Linked DNA regions of Mus musculus: region 1 is linked to region 2. Evidence: chromatin contacts called from public promoter capture Hi-C data. All regions are on one chromosome and are shown on one strand. The core of a region is the stretch at or near the end of the contact, and the rest is flanking DNA. Distances in the headings are between cores, read along the strand shown. Region 1 holds the start of Pkmyt1 (protein kinase, membrane associated tyrosine/threonine 1). Region 2 holds the start of Zfp948 (zinc finger protein 948).

Region 1 (5,001 bases), core at 443-2,942, 2.2 Mb after region 2:
TTTACTAGGTGTCTAGTGCAGCCTTCTCTGCAGAGTGAGATGTTTTCTGATGTATGCCACTGAAATAAAATGCTTTTATTTCTCCCTGTAGCGCTGGGGATTGAACCAAGGGCTTCACACCTGCTAGCTGACAGCCTAGCCTTTCTACTTCTTCCCTAGTTTCTTTATGAGACAGGGTTCAAATTGATAAAACTGTGCCGGGTTTTGAGACAAAGTCTCACTATGTAGCCCAGGCTGGCCTAGAACTTCTGATATATATCAGGGTGGCCTCAAACTCAGAGATTACCCCTGCCTCAGCCTCCCCAGGTCTTCAGTGTTGGGATTACAGAGCTATACACCACTTTACCCAACTTTTACTTAGTGGTTTATCTGAGGACAGGCATCTTGTTTCGTTTTTTTGTTTTGTTTTGTTTTAATTGAGTTTTCTTTTTCTTTCTTTCTTTTTTTAAGATTTTATTTATTTTATGTATGTGAGTACACTGTAGTTGTCTTCAGGCACACCAGAAGAAGGCATTACAGATGGCTGTGAGCCACCATGTGGTTTCTGGGAATTGAATTCAGGACCTCTGGAAGAACAGTCAGTGCTCTTAACCACTGAGCCATCTCTCCAGCCCCAGGAATATTGTTATAGTACCCACTGGCCTCCAATTCCTAGGCTCATGTGACCTTTCTGCCTCAGCCGCCTCTGTGCTTGGGGTATAGACATGTACCAGTGCAGTTTTTTGTTTGTTTGTTTGTTTTGTTTTGTTTTGTTTTTTGTTACTGTGTGTGTGTTAGTGTGTTTTAATCATTATGAATTAGACTTTGAGGAATAAATGGTTGGAAGAAGGGGAGGCCTGTCCAGAAAACGGAGCTGGCAGAAAATAGCTCTAAATAGTTGGAGAGGGACCTGTCTAGGGTTCTCAACAAGGACTAGACCAAGTCACAACTGTTCTGGCTCTCAAAGTCACTAAAGCAAAGGGAAGGGCTTGGAGGTGGGCGGTACCCCAGCTCTTGATCTCAGGCTTAAGTAGGGCCTGGCCTTCCTTCCCACTGTTGTTCCAAGAGATTGCAGGAGCATTTTAGAGAGATTGGCTATAAAGCATGATTTTTCACTTCTAGTTGAAATCAATAAAGGTCCCTTTCTCCATGAAGCAAGCTCCACCCCACTTTGTTCTGTGCAGACCTTCTTTAAAGAAATTGTCCTAGGTTCCTCGGCTCCACGTTTAGAAGAAAAGTGACAACCCATCATGTACCAGAGGTTGTGAGGCCAGGAAGTGACTGAGAGGAGTCAGTTGAGCACAAGGTTCTGAGCTAAAGGATGTAAGAATCGGCCTCAGACAGCCTATTTACAAGGAGACTCCACCGTCTTAGAACAGGCGCTACCAATCGCTATCCTGGGATGATGAAGACCGGTGTCTGAATATGCATAAGATTATAAGTAGTGGGACATTCGCTTGTGCTGTCCCCAGTGGCAACTCCTTGAGGAGATGCCACTTGGCTGCAGGGCCCTTACCTGCCCCTTTTATGGACACGAATATTAAGGCAGCCAATAGAGAGCAGCTGGTGTGGGGACCATAGTGTGAAGGCCGACAAATACCGACAGAGAGGGGCCAAGGATCGTTCCCGCCGCAATAGGCCTCGAAGAGTTGCGTCTGCGCAGTGAGAGCGCTCCGGCAAACTTCGGAGGCGGGGAGACCTCGGTGCGCACGCAAGACGCGAGGCGGGGCCAATGCCCCGGGCGCTAGACCCGCTGCACCAGGCGGGGGCGGGACCACGGGCGAGCCTGGGCGGGGCCTCGAGGCCGGTTTGGAATTTTTGGCGCGAGCTGGCTCCGCGCGCGTTCACGGGCGGTTCCCCTTCTTGGAGGGTGCTTCGTCCCGGTGTCCAGAGGCCCCGCTGCCCGACCCCGGCCTGCCTGGCCTCTGTGAGGTCCCCAGCGGCCCCCGCCGACCCGGAACCTGGGACCTCGCTGCTGCGCCACGCTGCGCCACGCTGCGCCACGCCCAGCCTCCCCAGGTGAGCCCACACCCGGGTGAGATCTCCCGGTTGCGCCGCTCTTCCGCCGGCGCCCTGGCCCGCGCTCCTGCCGCGCTGCGCCCCGCGACTGCCCTCCGGCCTCTTCTCAGTATCCGGTCACCCCCCCACCCCCCTGCAGCAGCCCCACCCCTCCGTGTCTGTCACGGGCCGGACTAGCCCTCGGATGACTCCAGGTCAGCGCTGTCGCCCACGCCCCGCCTACTCCCGCGGGTCCCCTGTCCCTTCCCATTGGGCGCTCCTTTTCCAGCACTGCCTCTCTTTCTCCCGCGGCTCTCTGGGAAGAGCCCCTCCACCCCCGGGTGACAGCCTGTTTACGCAATGGTTTGTCAGAGTTCCCCCTCGCCTACCGAACGGATTCAGCAGTGGCCCTGCACGGGAGAAACTCACAGTCTAACGCTAGATGGTGGTCAACAGATGGGTACAGCTCAGTAAGAGGGTGAGGTCCCTGGAAACCCAGTGGCTCAGGGACACTCTGTACTCAGCCGGGACTCCACTACCAACCCTTCTCACCCCATAAAAGCTGTTTGACCAGGCCAGAGGTATTAGAATGTAAATGACCAGTGATGTTGAAATGAAAATGGCATTGAGAGGGAATGGTCTCTCTGGCTGAAACAGAAGGTGATGGACTCCCAGGTGCTAGGCATGGAGACTGTATTCCTTCTTCCTTTAAAAAAAAAAAGTTTTTACTCTTTTTAATGCATGTGTATTTTTGTCTGTTTGTGCCTAGTGCCCACATAGGTCAGAAAAGGGTGTCAGATCCCTTTGGAATTGGAGTTACAGACGCTTGTGTGTCAGGGAATCAAACCTGGTCCTTTGGAAGGGCAGCAAGTACTCTTACCTCCCCCACCCACGTCCCCTTCAAGACTGTAGGTTTAATTAACAAGCATGATCGTGGATCCTTACAGAAGACCTGGGATGGGATTTGTTTTTTTTTTTCTTAGGGTGGGCATCAAATGCAGGACGCTGATGGTGCCAGGCATGTACTCTATCACTAAGCTAAAGGCCACCTCTGGGATGGGATTCTTGAAGTAAATAGATCCATAACAAGAGGGCCTTCCAGCAAGCCTCTTAAGTACTTAACCTAAGTAGTAATTTGATCTAGCTACTACTAGAGGTTAGGTGTGGCTCCTTTGATACATTGTGGCTTCCCCTAAAATGGACACTTTCTATTGCTTTTTTGCCTTTGTTTCAATTACAACATTGGAGCAACCCAACACCCTCTTTTGCCCCAAGGGGCACAAAGATACTGACACCAGGGCACTACTATACTTGAGTCATTTCAACTATTATCTAAAGCACTGATTAAGAAAGACAGCAGTTAGCATTTATGTCTTAAGTCCTTCAGCGTTCTGTATGTCTGTGCAGAGTTGCAGCTCCACAAACTCCTGGTGCCAGGTGCTCTTCATAATTCAAAATATCCCAGATTTAGGACCTGGAGTTATAGTAATAAGTCAGTTGGTTTAGCATTTGTCTAACATGAATCATGTCCTGAGTTTGATATACAGCACTGCATAAACTAAATGTAGTAGGACATGTCTGTGATCCTAGTTCCCTGAAGGTGGTGTCCGGAGGATCAAAACCTCACAGTTTTCCTTGGCTGCACAGTGAGGGAGCTTGAAGACAGCCTAAACTAGAGACACTGTCTCAAAAAAATAAAATAAAATACATCTCAGATTTAGAAAGCACAGATGAACCGGGCGGTGGGGGCGCACGCCTTTAATCCCAGCACTTGGGAGGCAGAGGCAGGTGGATTTCTGAGTTCAAGGCCAACCTGGTCTACAAAGGGAGTTCCAGGACAGCCAGGGCTACACAGAGAAACACTGTCTCGAAAAACAAAACAAAACAAAACAAAAAACAAAAAAAGAAAGAAAGCAAACAGATGTAGGGCTGAGGCTATAGCTCTGGTAGAATGCTTTCCTGACGTGTGTTAGCCCCTTGGTTTGACCTATAATGACTAGTAGCTTTTAAATAATGGTTTGACCCATAAATAAATAATAGCTTTTGAAAAGCCATCCTAAGAAAGCATATATGTATAAGACCACTAGCAAATCTGAGGCATCCATTCCAAGATCAAACACTAATATTTCTGTCAATGTCAGCTAGTGGTAGCTCATGCCTATAATCCTAGCACTTAGAAGGCTGAGGCAGGAGGATTGCTTCAAGTTCAGGATCAGTCCAGGTTACATAGACTTTTCTCAAAACAAAGTAAAACTATAAGTATAGTGAGTGAGAAAGATGAATAAAGTTGATTTTTTTCCCCTGTAGTAATTTTTTTTTCATGTAGCTATCCAGTTGTGTGCCATTCGTTGAAAAGATTCTTCTTTCCTGTTGGTTTGTTTGACATCCTTTTTGCAAATAAGTAATTCCAGCTCTCTGGAGGTTGAGGCAGGAGGCTGTTCAAAGCCAGCTTGAACTACATAATGAGTCCTGTCTTGAGAGGGGGAAAACACACACACACACAATTTTTTTTTTTTTTTTGAGACTGGGTCACTCCATATAGCCCTGGCTGTCCTGGCACTTGCTCTATAGACTATGCTGGCTTCAAACTCACAGAGATCCACCTGCCTCTGCCTCCCAAGTGCTGGAATTAAAGGCGTGCACCACCACTGCCCAAGATGCTCATTGTTTTCAATAATGGAGCCAGCTGAAATTCTAACAGAGATTGTACAATTTAAGCTGAAGGCCTTTACTTTGTTTTGAGAAATGTCTGGTAACACTGTACCATAACTATACACCAGTTCACAACTTCAAGACCATTGTTATGAACAGGTTTCCCCTTTTATTTAGGCCTTTAGTTTTTTGTATATGCACGTGAGGGGTAGGAGGTGTCTCTGCAACCACTAGGACCTGCAAAGGATTGACCTCTGTGAGGCAAGAAGAAAATCCAGTTCAACACGACTCAGTAGCTGGTGTTGGTTCAAACTTCTAGACTTCGACCCTGGGTAGTTTATTATAGGTATATTTAAGTACAGTACAATTTGG
Region 2 (4,789 bases), core at 1,911-4,410:
TGACCTCTTCTGTCTGTCTTATGCTACTTGTGTATATGTTTCCAATGCTGACCATTTGGTTTGGATAACTAGTTGGTATGCTCTCCCCGAGGGAGACTCCTGTTCCCAGCATTGTCAGTTGCCTGTAGTACACTCTGTAGAAATTGAGCTCAGCCTTGTGGGCTTTTCCCATCCACCTTGGCATGTCCATTGTTGTTGTGCTTGTTCGGCTCTTGTTTGGACAGTTGTGTGGCTGAGATTTTATGGATAAGCTCCTGGCATTACTAGGAGAAACAGCCTCACAGCAAACTTCCTGGTCTTCTGCCTCGTGATTATTGATACCCATCTTCAAAAATATTCCTTGAGCCTTAGATGCATAAGTGTTTTGTAGATGTATCCATTAGGCATGGGCTTCACAACTCTACATTTTGATTTGTTGTGGATTTTTTTTTTGTAGTGGTCTCTGTTGAAAGAGAAGTTTCTTTGATGAGGGAAGAAGCCTACATTTATTTGTTGGTACAAGGAAAAGATGTTTAGATTTTTATTAGGGATTATGCTGCTTTAGTAAAGTGGTGGTTGTTGGTCTCCTGTAAGATTCCTGATTTCACCAGCACTGAGTAGGTAGCTATGTTTCCAGTACCAGTCATGGTTTTCTTTTGTTAAGAGTGTTTTAAATCCAACTAGAGAGCTGTTGTTTACCACCAACATGAGTTTGTTGTTACTGCACCCTTAGAGTTGTCCTGCCAAGATGATTGTTGATTTGGTTTATCGGCATCATAACTGAGTAAGACTGTTGGTTAGATTCTTGCTTTGGAAGCTTGCAGGCTGATTCTGGGTTCATACAAGCTCCTCCTCAGGGAAGAGTCTGTTTTATTTTGAGGCAGGATCTCTCTGTGTATTGCAAGATGTCCTAGATTCTCTATTTAGACGAGGGGGGCCTTGAACACAGAGTTCCCCTGTTCCTGCCTTCTGAGTGCTTGGTTTGAAGGCTTACAAGACCTTGCCTGACTATACATACTGTTTTCTTATGTGTTTGATTGGCTTGTTGGTTTGTTTGTTTGTAGAGACAGGGTTTCAATTGTGTAACTTTGGCTGATGTGGAACTCACAGAGACCTCCTGAGTGCCTGAATTAAAGGCATATGCCACCACTGCCCAGCTCATAAGGTTCTGATAGTTACGCAAGGTAAAGGCTCAACTAACTTGATAGAAATGTGCTAATAAGATCTTCTGTTTACTGATATTAAAGACTTCTATTTTACTAAATAGAATACTCTAATTGAAATGATGTATATAACATGCCAAATATAAACAATGTGAAATAAATAATATAAATAAAACTAAGAGAAACAATGGGACTGAAGCAATTATAAGATGCCATCCTTAAAAGAACTCCATGAGTAGAATGACAGGAGTCTATCAGAACTCCAAAGAACTAACAACAAATCAGCTTAACACTTAATATTTCTTGACACACACACAACAATCAAGACTCTTAAACTCTATTACCTGATAGTAAACGAGATACTGAACCTGCCATGGTGGAGTATGCCTTGAATCAATCCTAGCATTCCAGAGGCAGGGAACGCTAATCTCAGTGACTTCCAGGCCAGCATGTCTCAAAAAACAAAAATCCCACCACATAGTGATACAACCAAAAAGAAATCTCACACTGGTGTTAAAATTAAACAATTGATCTGGTCACATTAGCACCGTTTTTTTGTTTTGTTTTGTTTTGTATTGTTTTGTTTTGTTTTTGTTTTTTTGAGACAGGGTTTCTCTGTTTAGCCCTGGCTGTCCTAGAACTCACTTTGTAGACCAGGCAGGCCTCTAACTCAGAAATCCACCTGCCTCTGCCTCCCGAGTGCTAGGATCAAAGGTGTGCGCCACCACACCCGGCTTAGCACCAGCTTTTAAACACAGGTACACACAGAGAAACTCTGTCTATAATGAATGGATGAATAAATACCCCCCCCCCTTTTCTATTATTAGATATATCACAAACACAGACACACACACATGACAGCATTGTGTGTTTCTGTGCCCACTTCAAATACTGCCACTCTCACCTCCTACCTCTTCACTATGGTCCACAGTTCCAACAGTCACTCTACTGTGTTCATCTCCATTCATTTTTGCCTGGGATCACTGAGATGAACCAGAGTCATTTGTGAGACCTTGCTGGAGTCTGATGTGCTCAGTATAGGATGACAACTAAAGGCAGTGATTCTTCTACACTCTATCCATAGCCAACATATAGAGAGCTGTTCCACTTCCTAGACTGACTGTGGTCTTGTGTGAGGCCAGTGCAGGGAAGGACAGTTGCTGTTGGTTACTGATTACAATAGTTGTATGGGATCTAGAGGATGGTGTGTCTTAGCCCTTTTCCCTCTTTCCCTTATTTCCTAACCTACTCTTCTTCCTCAGTGTTCCCAGAGCTGGAGTTGTTATAGAGTAACAGACTTTTTTATGACTAGAACCACGTACTTTACTTTTTTTTTTTTTTTTTTTTTTTTGCGACTGGGCTAGCCAAGAGTCTGCATCCACCAGAAATCTGTCATGAGAAAAGAGCCTCGTGAATGACTCACAGAAGACAAATGCCTTTCTGAGTTAGTAAAATGACATCTAGTGGTGAAAGCAGTACAGTGCGGGATGACTTCAGCCCTATGCTGATGACAAAACGATGACTACTGACTTCTTTAGACACCTTTCTTTTTTTTTTTCAAAATCCAAGTTCTTTGAATGTCTGTACCATAGTCAAATTTTCAGAATTTGGTATTGGCTTCCTATGTTTGTGTGTTGGGAATGGGACTCTGGCTTCTCAAGTTAGCCTGTTATTGTTTGGTATGAAGTATGTGTCCTAGAGGCTAGTTTTAGGCTATTTTGCATCTAAAGGATTCAGTACCCAGGATGGGGATCAGATACCGGGGTGCAGCGTCCTATTAGGCCCAGTTCTGGTCTAGGCAGACAGTGGCCACTGGGAGGCTGTGCATAGCGGGTCCGAAGCAGCCTGACAGCTGGAGCTGTATGGCAGGAAGCCTGAGACAAAGTGGGAGGGACGTGTTCGCGGGGCAGGGATATTCACCCAGAAACATGGTGGAAGGTTGTTAGACATTAGGTGGGGGTGGAAAACATAGTGTTCCGAGTGGGAGGAGTATTCCCAGTGGGAGGAGTTAGGGCAGTGACGTGAACGGAAGCTGGAAACTGGGTGTGGGAGGCTGGAAACGTGGGACGAAGAACCAGAAGTGTCAAGGACCTGTCAGGTCCAGAGCTCGCGGCCCTGCCCCGTGGGGAATCGCGTGGTTCAGACCTGGGGTCAGAGGACACAGAGGACTTCGTGGGAAGCTAAAACTCCAGGCAGCCGCGGGTGCCTTGCGGGGCATCCTGGAGGAATCAGCAATCAGTCGCAAAGCGGCGAGAACCGGAGCCAGGCGGCCCTGGAACCGCCCAGGTCAGAGGAGCTGTGGGGTTGGAAAAGGGCGGGAAGGGAACAGGGTGTGATCGGTTTGTCTTCTGCTTCTAAGGAACCTGGCTCGGGAATTCTGCTGTAGATGTCTTTCTTCCCTTGTCGAGAACTTTTAGCTCACATAAATCGGACTAATCCTGTTTTTTTTTTTTTTTTTTTTTAAATTGACTTCTGAATGCCAAATGTTCCTATTAGAATACTGTAGTAGAATATTTGAATTTATGTATTGATTTTTGAAAACCAATTCTGTTTGTTCAGGTTAAAAGGAAAAAGCTCTTGAAATTTACATTCATTCACTCTAACTGGCCTGTTTTACCAGGAGACTTACAGTGACTTGGCATCCCCGGATATCTTTTAGATACTATATATAAAGGAGTGGTTGCAAATAATCTGAAAGAATATTTTATTTTTGCAAATTACATAGGTATGGTTGTGAACATTAACATTTATAAGTAAACTTTTATTTCTCATTATTAATTTATTTACTTTACACTTCTATCGCAAACACCACCCCTCCCCCCACTTCCTCTCCTCCCAGTCCATTCCTCCTGCTTCTCCTCCACCAATTTCCTCCTCCATTTCTCCTCAGAGAAGGGGAGGAGTCCAGTGGCTCAGCCAGTCTAGTTGCAGTAGGACTAGGCTTATCTACCATTGAGGCTAGACAAGACTGCCCAGTTGGAAAAGGAATCCAAAGGCAGACAACAGAGTCAGAGACAGGCTCTGCTCCAGTTGTTACAGGGCCCACATGACAACTAAGCTGCACATCTGTTACAGTTCACAGTTAGAAAGGACATTATAAGCACAAATCTTTAATCCCTATCTTGGGAAACAGGCAGGTAGGTCTAGAAGATCCTTGTCATCCTGGTATACAGACATGGTTTAAGGACAGTCAGGGCTATGGAGAAATCCCGTCTATTGGAAACGGGAGAAGAAAAATGAAAACACGAATGAAACGTATTGTTGTAAACTATAAAACTATAAAGCGTCTTTTGAAAAATTAACTCTTCTATATTAGAAAAATGTCAATAGTAGTCTTTTGTCTCCTTTCTAGTAAAGGACTCTATGGACATACAACCAAACTGTAATTTTTTAGTTCTTTTGTTTGCTGTGTTTGATCCCTGAGCCCATTCTGTTGCTACATCTGGACTAAACTCACCTTGTAGACCAGGCTGGAGTGGAAGTCACTGAGTTCCACCCAACTCTGTCTCCTGAGTGCTAGGATTAAAGGTGTGAACCAAGACAAATATTTTTACTGCTGTTTTGTACTTTGTGGTCAGTTCACAGCCACTGGTGTGACTGTGGACTTCTTCAAGAAGGAGGGGCAATGTCAGGACCATGCTGGGGAG

What was found. Promoter capture Hi-C pulls out the DNA fragments that hold promoters and counts their contacts.
Region 1: a contact with region 2 is called in a promoter capture Hi-C map of liver, with 4 times the contacts expected there. The contact joins the promoter of Pkmyt1 here to the promoter of Zfp948 in region 2. A contact is called at or near these places in 5 of 39 promoter capture datasets (the HPC-7 cell line, cranial neural crest, frontonasal cranial neural crest and 2 more).

The regions. Positions count from the first base shown.
Region 1 is chr17:23,724,644-23,729,644 of GRCm38.p6, forward strand. Pkmyt1 (protein kinase, membrane associated tyrosine/threonine 1) reads left to right here and starts at 1,693. Exons shown (of 8, transcript NM_023058.3): 1 at 1,693-1,998. 1520401A03Rik (elastin) reads right to left here and starts at 1,808. Exons shown (of 41, transcript XM_017317755.2): 1 at 1,496-1,808.
Region 2 is chr17:21,563,818-21,568,606 of GRCm38.p6, forward strand. It overlaps Zfp948 (zinc finger protein 948), which reads left to right and starts at 3,161. Exons shown (of 6, transcript NM_001002008.2): 1 at 3,161-3,428.